Linked DNA regions of Anas platyrhynchos: region 1 is linked to region 2. The links are chromatin contacts, called in public Hi-C maps. All regions are on one chromosome and are shown on one strand. Each heading gives the region's core, a stretch centred on a gene start, on an enhancer-like site or on the middle of the called end of the contact. The rest is flanking DNA. Distances are from core to core; before and after follow the strand shown. Region 1 holds the start of FGFBP2 (fibroblast growth factor binding protein 2). Region 2 has its middle 7.8 kb from the start of TAPT1.

Region 1 (2,937 bases), core at 105-2,604, 140 kb before region 2:
CTTTGCCACTTCATATCCTGGCTAAAAACCTGAGACTTACCAGACTAGCCTGTGTGGGATCACCTAGCATGGCTACAGAAACAGATGTGGAAACCAAGACAGTTTGGTTTCATATCTACATATCTATAATATCTATAGATATTATATCTACATGTTGTTTATGAACTACTTTTAAAATGTAAATGGTTAAATATCAACTAGCAGTTTTGATGAACATGGTTTATCCTGTCACAGTCTAAATACAATTCTCTAAATTGCACTTTTTATATGGGTCTAATGTGTTTGTTATTTATCACATTTCGCTGGCTTACATCCAAAAAAAAAAAAGCCCAGGATGGAAGGAAGGACAGAAGGGAGGAACAAGCCCAATTCAAACAGTTAAACCATAGGATTCAGACACACATTCTAACAGGAAAAATACAAGCGATGTTCACTAATTATCAACAGATATAACCACCATCTCAGTATGTACTGAGCACCTCATATGAGGCTGCAAGGGAGTCCTGAACTATTGGATATCAATGGGAGTTTAGGCTCTCCAGACACTCAGAAGTTATAATACAACTGACTTTCCTATTTCAGATTTTAGTTAGTGACCCTAAAGCCTCCTTGTCCATCCCCTTGAGAGATCCCCAGGATTAAAACAAAGATAAACAGAAGTACAATAGGATTACATTTCGGTATGCTCTGCTGTGCTTCAAGACAGAGTTTTACCTGAAGCAAATCCTTAACCTCTAAAGATGCCAATAATGTAGGAGCAGAAACCATGCAGGGATTCCCAGCAATGTTCCCGTGCCAGTTTCATTGCTTCAGTTTCATTTTCAGACCCTTGACCATGTTGGGTTGGTTTTATAAGAGGTAGTATTGCAGGCTTCCCTATTTTCTTAACAGAGCTTTTCCCTGCTCCCCTCACAGAGGCTGAAGTTTTCTGGACTGACTTGTCCTGATTTGCTAGGTCTTCCGGCTCCATACCAGCAGCTATTTGCTTCATGACAGCATCTGCAGGAGCCTTTTGGCACATGGTGGCCTTCAACACTTGTGTGGATTCGCAAGCATGAGGGAGCTTTCTAAGTTCCACGGCAATCTGATTCCAGTAGAGTTTGGGATTGTTTCGGAAAGGACGACAGACTGACGGCTTGCCGGTGTATTCACACCAGTAGGACTTGCCTTGGCTTTTGCATTCGATTCTTAGTTTCATCTCCTCATCCCCACTCATGCTCATGGTGCAGACGTCTTTGGTTTTAGTCCGAAAATTGATTTCTTCACCATTGCTTCTCTTCTTTGGCTTCAGTTTCTGTCCCCATCCTGCCACGCCACAGATCACTACTAGGAAAAGAAGGGCAATGCTCTTCATGGCGAGATCCTTGAGCGAAACGATCCGAGAAAGTGGAAGTCGTAAGTACCTGGCTGCTCACAATTTAAAGGCTCGGTGCACAAAGAAGCCTCTTTCCAGCTAGATGTAGGATGTAAATTTTTTTTTATTTAAATAATAAATCACCCTTCAGTAGGCATGTGCCCATAATTTATAGCCCAAGGGAGTGTCAAATAACCTGTGAACTCCCAAGAAGGTAACAAGACAAATCTTGTAAATGCAGTTAAATACAGAACGATAGTTGTATAACCGAGAAGCACATTCCTGTCCAGGATGAACATGTCATATTTGATTTTTAACAGGTATTTTCCATTCTTCAGCTGTTTTAGAGCTATCTTCATGCCTGAACTTGTAAAGCCATGTTGAAGTAAAAAAGATAAAAGTGCCAAAACTATTTATGCAGATACGTCTGGATGATTATAAACATGTCCTGCTAATAAAAGTTGATTTCTGCAGTGGATTTTCTGTGGATTTGCACAGTAAGGATGCAACTTTAGTACTTCATTTTGTCAGCAGTTGACATACACTGTGGACACAGGGAAGAATCAATTGCACAATCTTTAAGTCGTGAAAAATTTTTAGACTTGCAATATTTAAATACTTGCACTATTTAAAAATATATAGGGAATAAGGATTTAGCAAAATAATTTAGGCATAAACATAAATCAGATGTTTGGAAATTTTATAATTACTGTTAATCCTTGGGTTATTTTCAGCCAACAGAACAAGAACTAGCTTATCACAGCTCTCAGCACCAGGGAATACACCCTAGGAGATGTCAAATTTACTTATTTGTGCTTTAACACATATTTGTGCTTTATCAGGTTTTACTTCCACACTCCCTCCCCTTTATTTATTTATTTTTTTAATATTTCCCTGTTTATAATAAATGAGACATAGGTAGGTCATAAAGCAAATACAAGAGAATATAAATATTTTTGTGCAGTTCTGTACTAGCACTTTCTGCAGTAGCTAAAAGCAGCAGAGCTATGGAAAGTTGTGGTAATTCTCTCGGTGTTCAGTTGGTCACAAGGAACTCCCCTCTTGTGCTGCTGCTGCATGACCCAGGACTTTTCTGGCTCATAAGACCCTGTCTTCTCACCTGACACCCAGCCAGCCAGAAGAATCTTGTTGCCTATCTCACATTTCATTCCAAGGATTTCGAAGTGGTACTGGAAGCACTCAAAGACCTCTTGATAACTGAATGAATAAATGCATTGTTTACACTTTCTTAGCACTGAGAATTCCTGGAAACTAAAGACATTCATCTCTTGTTCTCACTAATAATTGATGGAGTTCAAAATTACTTAAAAAATACTTTATACCAGTTTCAGATCTCTAGTTCTGAAAAGTTCTCAGGTGCAATCATGATGACAAATCAGCCTACAAGGACAAGGAGAAATATTGAAGCTTGGACTCAAGAGCTCTGGTGTACTTAAGTACTGCAGTTAATATGTTAACTGCAAAACGTTTGTCCCATTCCCATCCAACTTTTGTGTCCTGCCTGCCTGCCTATACTTCAGATGAAATAGCTCATGGTCTGTAATATCACTGGAAAACACTTG
Region 2 (2,821 bases), core at 261-2,760:
CCCAAATTTGTATTTGCTTATTGCTTTTGTTATTAACTCTTACAATTCAGTTGTCAAACTTGACAACAGCATTTGGAAAAAATTCAACTCTGATTCCAGTAACACCAATGCAATCTACATGATCTTTTACATATTAGTGTGTAGACTTGGATTTTTGAAGCATTCACAAACCATGTCCATCAATATACGAAATTGGGTCTATCAATAGCAGAGTCACAGCACTGAGGGAGTGATTTCATATGTCACTCTTTTTCTCTTCAGGGCCTTCTATGATAGCATGATGAGATAAGAATACATTGTCAACTGGAACTCAAAATTTTGTCCTCTTTTTTTGTTCAAGTTTTTATTTTAAAGCAGGCAATTTTAATTTGGCAGGCTCCGTGCGAATCCAATCACCATTTGGAACCCCAGGAGGATTGCTCTACCTTGATGAGTAACAAGATGCACTGGAATGTGCTTGGGATTGCTCTTCCAGCCCTGGCAGATCATAAAGACAGGCAGTTACACTGAAAATGTTTGATATTCTTGCAAAAAAACCCCGCCTGCCCTACTTTTGTATTAACAGGCAGAGTGTTAACTAACTTTAATTTTTGTAAGTTATTATTGTTATGCAATTCTGCAACTTACAGTAAATTTGCTGTAATATGCACCAAAGCCAGATTAAGAGTTGACAGAACGCATGGAGGGACATTGTGAGTACAAGCTAAGAGTCCACTTAGTTGATTTTTGGGATATCAGCGCATAGGCTTTGCGGAAAACATCAACTAGTTAAAGAATCCAACAATTTATTTTAAACAAAGTGAACTATATTCATTTTCAGAAAATTTTATGAAAGCACATTTTCAACCACGGGCAGCTGACTAAGAAAAAATCCTTTAAATTATCCCTATTAACACTATCACATTTAAAGTACTGCCAGCATTTCTGTTACAGGGATTTACTGAGATGTACTGGATTATTTCTTACTTAACCATAAGAATATTCACTTCTTTACAGTCTAATAGCTTGTTTTGGTGTAAAACCCATGCACAGGTATGCACTGATGTTCATATGTTTGTTTACAGCACCTGCGCACCACACACAAGTGCCCATACATTCCATAAAGATGTTTATGCACAAAAAAAAACCACCCTACAAAAGCAATTACCCAACTGACATGCACAAAGATACGCTCGTGCACACAGATATTTTTGTGGGTATTAGTCAGCTACTTGGTTATGATAACTTGATCCAAAGTCTGACTCTGGAGTTATTTTAGTGACCAGGATGCACTATTTTAGTTTGATATTATAAATCTCTATAATATAATTGCTGACAGAACCTTTAACACAGCATTGCTAGCAGATCATTTATGATCATTATAATCTGCTAGCAGATCATTTATTAATTCAACCCAGGAATAAATGCTGTGCTTGCTACATAAATTTTAATAATTGCAGTCCTGCACAGTTAGGCCGACCCCTTTCCAAATGACTGGCAATACCCAGAAGTTACATGACTCATTCCCTCCTTTGTATATTCCCAGCTGGCACATTCAGTTCCCTCTTAGTACTCCTGTATTTCACAATCCATAGCAGTCATTTTCCCCTTTCCGTAAGTGAGATTATTCAAAATTAAATTAGGAGAATAAATAACTTAAAAAGAAGCACAGCTAAATGTTTGAGTGTTGCCTCTTGGATGAATTCAGAGCTGTCGTTTTAATTGCATGCAGTGCACTTCACTTTGTGGCGATATTCTTTAGCCCTCTAAGCACACCTTGTTTAACAGTAATATTTCACAATTCCAGTAAAATGGTTGAATTATATGTCCTTATATATCTGCAGAATGCAAACATGCATTTAAATTGGAATCCATGACACAGACAAGCAAGACTAATAAAACAATATCTGGGAGTTAACAAGAAAAGAGAACAATGCTCACAGAACTAGTGTGTCTTCTGATGTAAACTTTCCTACTCACTGCATGTTCTTGGCTTCAGCTGGGGCAAACTGAGATTGTGGATGGTGCCAATTCACCCTTCTTTTCTACCGTGTATCTCCATGATCTCGTTCATATCTTGTTCTCACAGATCTCGGCCTCGCCTCACCTTTGATTCATGTCCTCAGTAGCCAAAATTTTAAAGCTTTGCCTGAATGAGCGTGTTGACCCTTCACACCTCCAGCCCATTTTGTGTGAGCTGGTGTATACCTTGCTGGATCAGCTGCAGGATCAGCAGCATTGTGCCCCTGAAGGGACAGCCAGGAGTTGAGTGGCTAGCTCTGGAAAATAACTGATGTCCTGAGAGAGAGTCACACTCCACCATTTGTTTGCAATGACCACTCAACCACTGTGATGCCACAAGCCTCCTGCTCTCAGAAGCTGTGAAACAGACTGATCCCGAGCCAGCTCATTCTGTGCCTGATTTCTATGGACTTTCAAGGAAGTAATTGAGCAGATAATTTGGCTTTGAGAAAGTGAGAACACTGACAGATCTTATCGGGTTAGAGGCAATTGTAGGTGACAAGCAGTTTTGCAGTGAAGCCACCTGTATTTAGAATTTTCAATCTGGTTGAGGAGTAGCATTTTAGCCATACAGGCTTAAAAATTGTAACTTGAATTCAGAAGTGGCTTAAAAACTGAACTTCTCTTGTGGGAAATGGATTTCCAGGTTGGGTACAGCTCTAGCACTTAGGCAGTTTTCCCATTTACTAAGTATAGCTATTCATTTTAATTTGCATAAAGAACATGGATATGTAAGTCTCCAATTACTTTAAAAGCAATATTTCAACTGATACAGCGAAGTAATTAGTTCAATGAGGAAATGGCATTACATAGTGGAGAG

Evidence for each region. A called contact is a pair of places that touch in the nucleus more often than the background predicts.
Region 1: a Hi-C map of skeletal muscle shows a contact between it and region 2, with 2.6 times the contacts expected there. The contact joins the promoter of FGFBP2 here to the enhancer-like site in region 2. A contact is called at or near these places in 2 of 8 Hi-C or Micro-C datasets (skeletal muscle and subcutaneous adipose tissue).

What each region holds. Positions count from the first base shown.
Region 1 is chr4:64,211,968-64,214,904 of IASCAAS_PekinDuck_T2T, reverse strand. FGFBP2 (fibroblast growth factor binding protein 2) reads right to left here and starts at 1,354. Exons shown (of 1, transcript XM_013096999.1): 1 at 728-1,354. The coding sequence starts at 1,354. The coding sequence ends at 728.
Region 2 is chr4:64,074,465-64,077,285 of IASCAAS_PekinDuck_T2T, reverse strand. No RefSeq gene overlaps it. Among named protein-coding and RNA genes, the nearest start is that of TAPT1, 7.8 kb to the left of the region's middle. Within about 2 kb of position 1,510, at least 2 of the 8 cell types and tissues checked have an H3K27ac peak or open chromatin away from gene starts, as enhancers often do.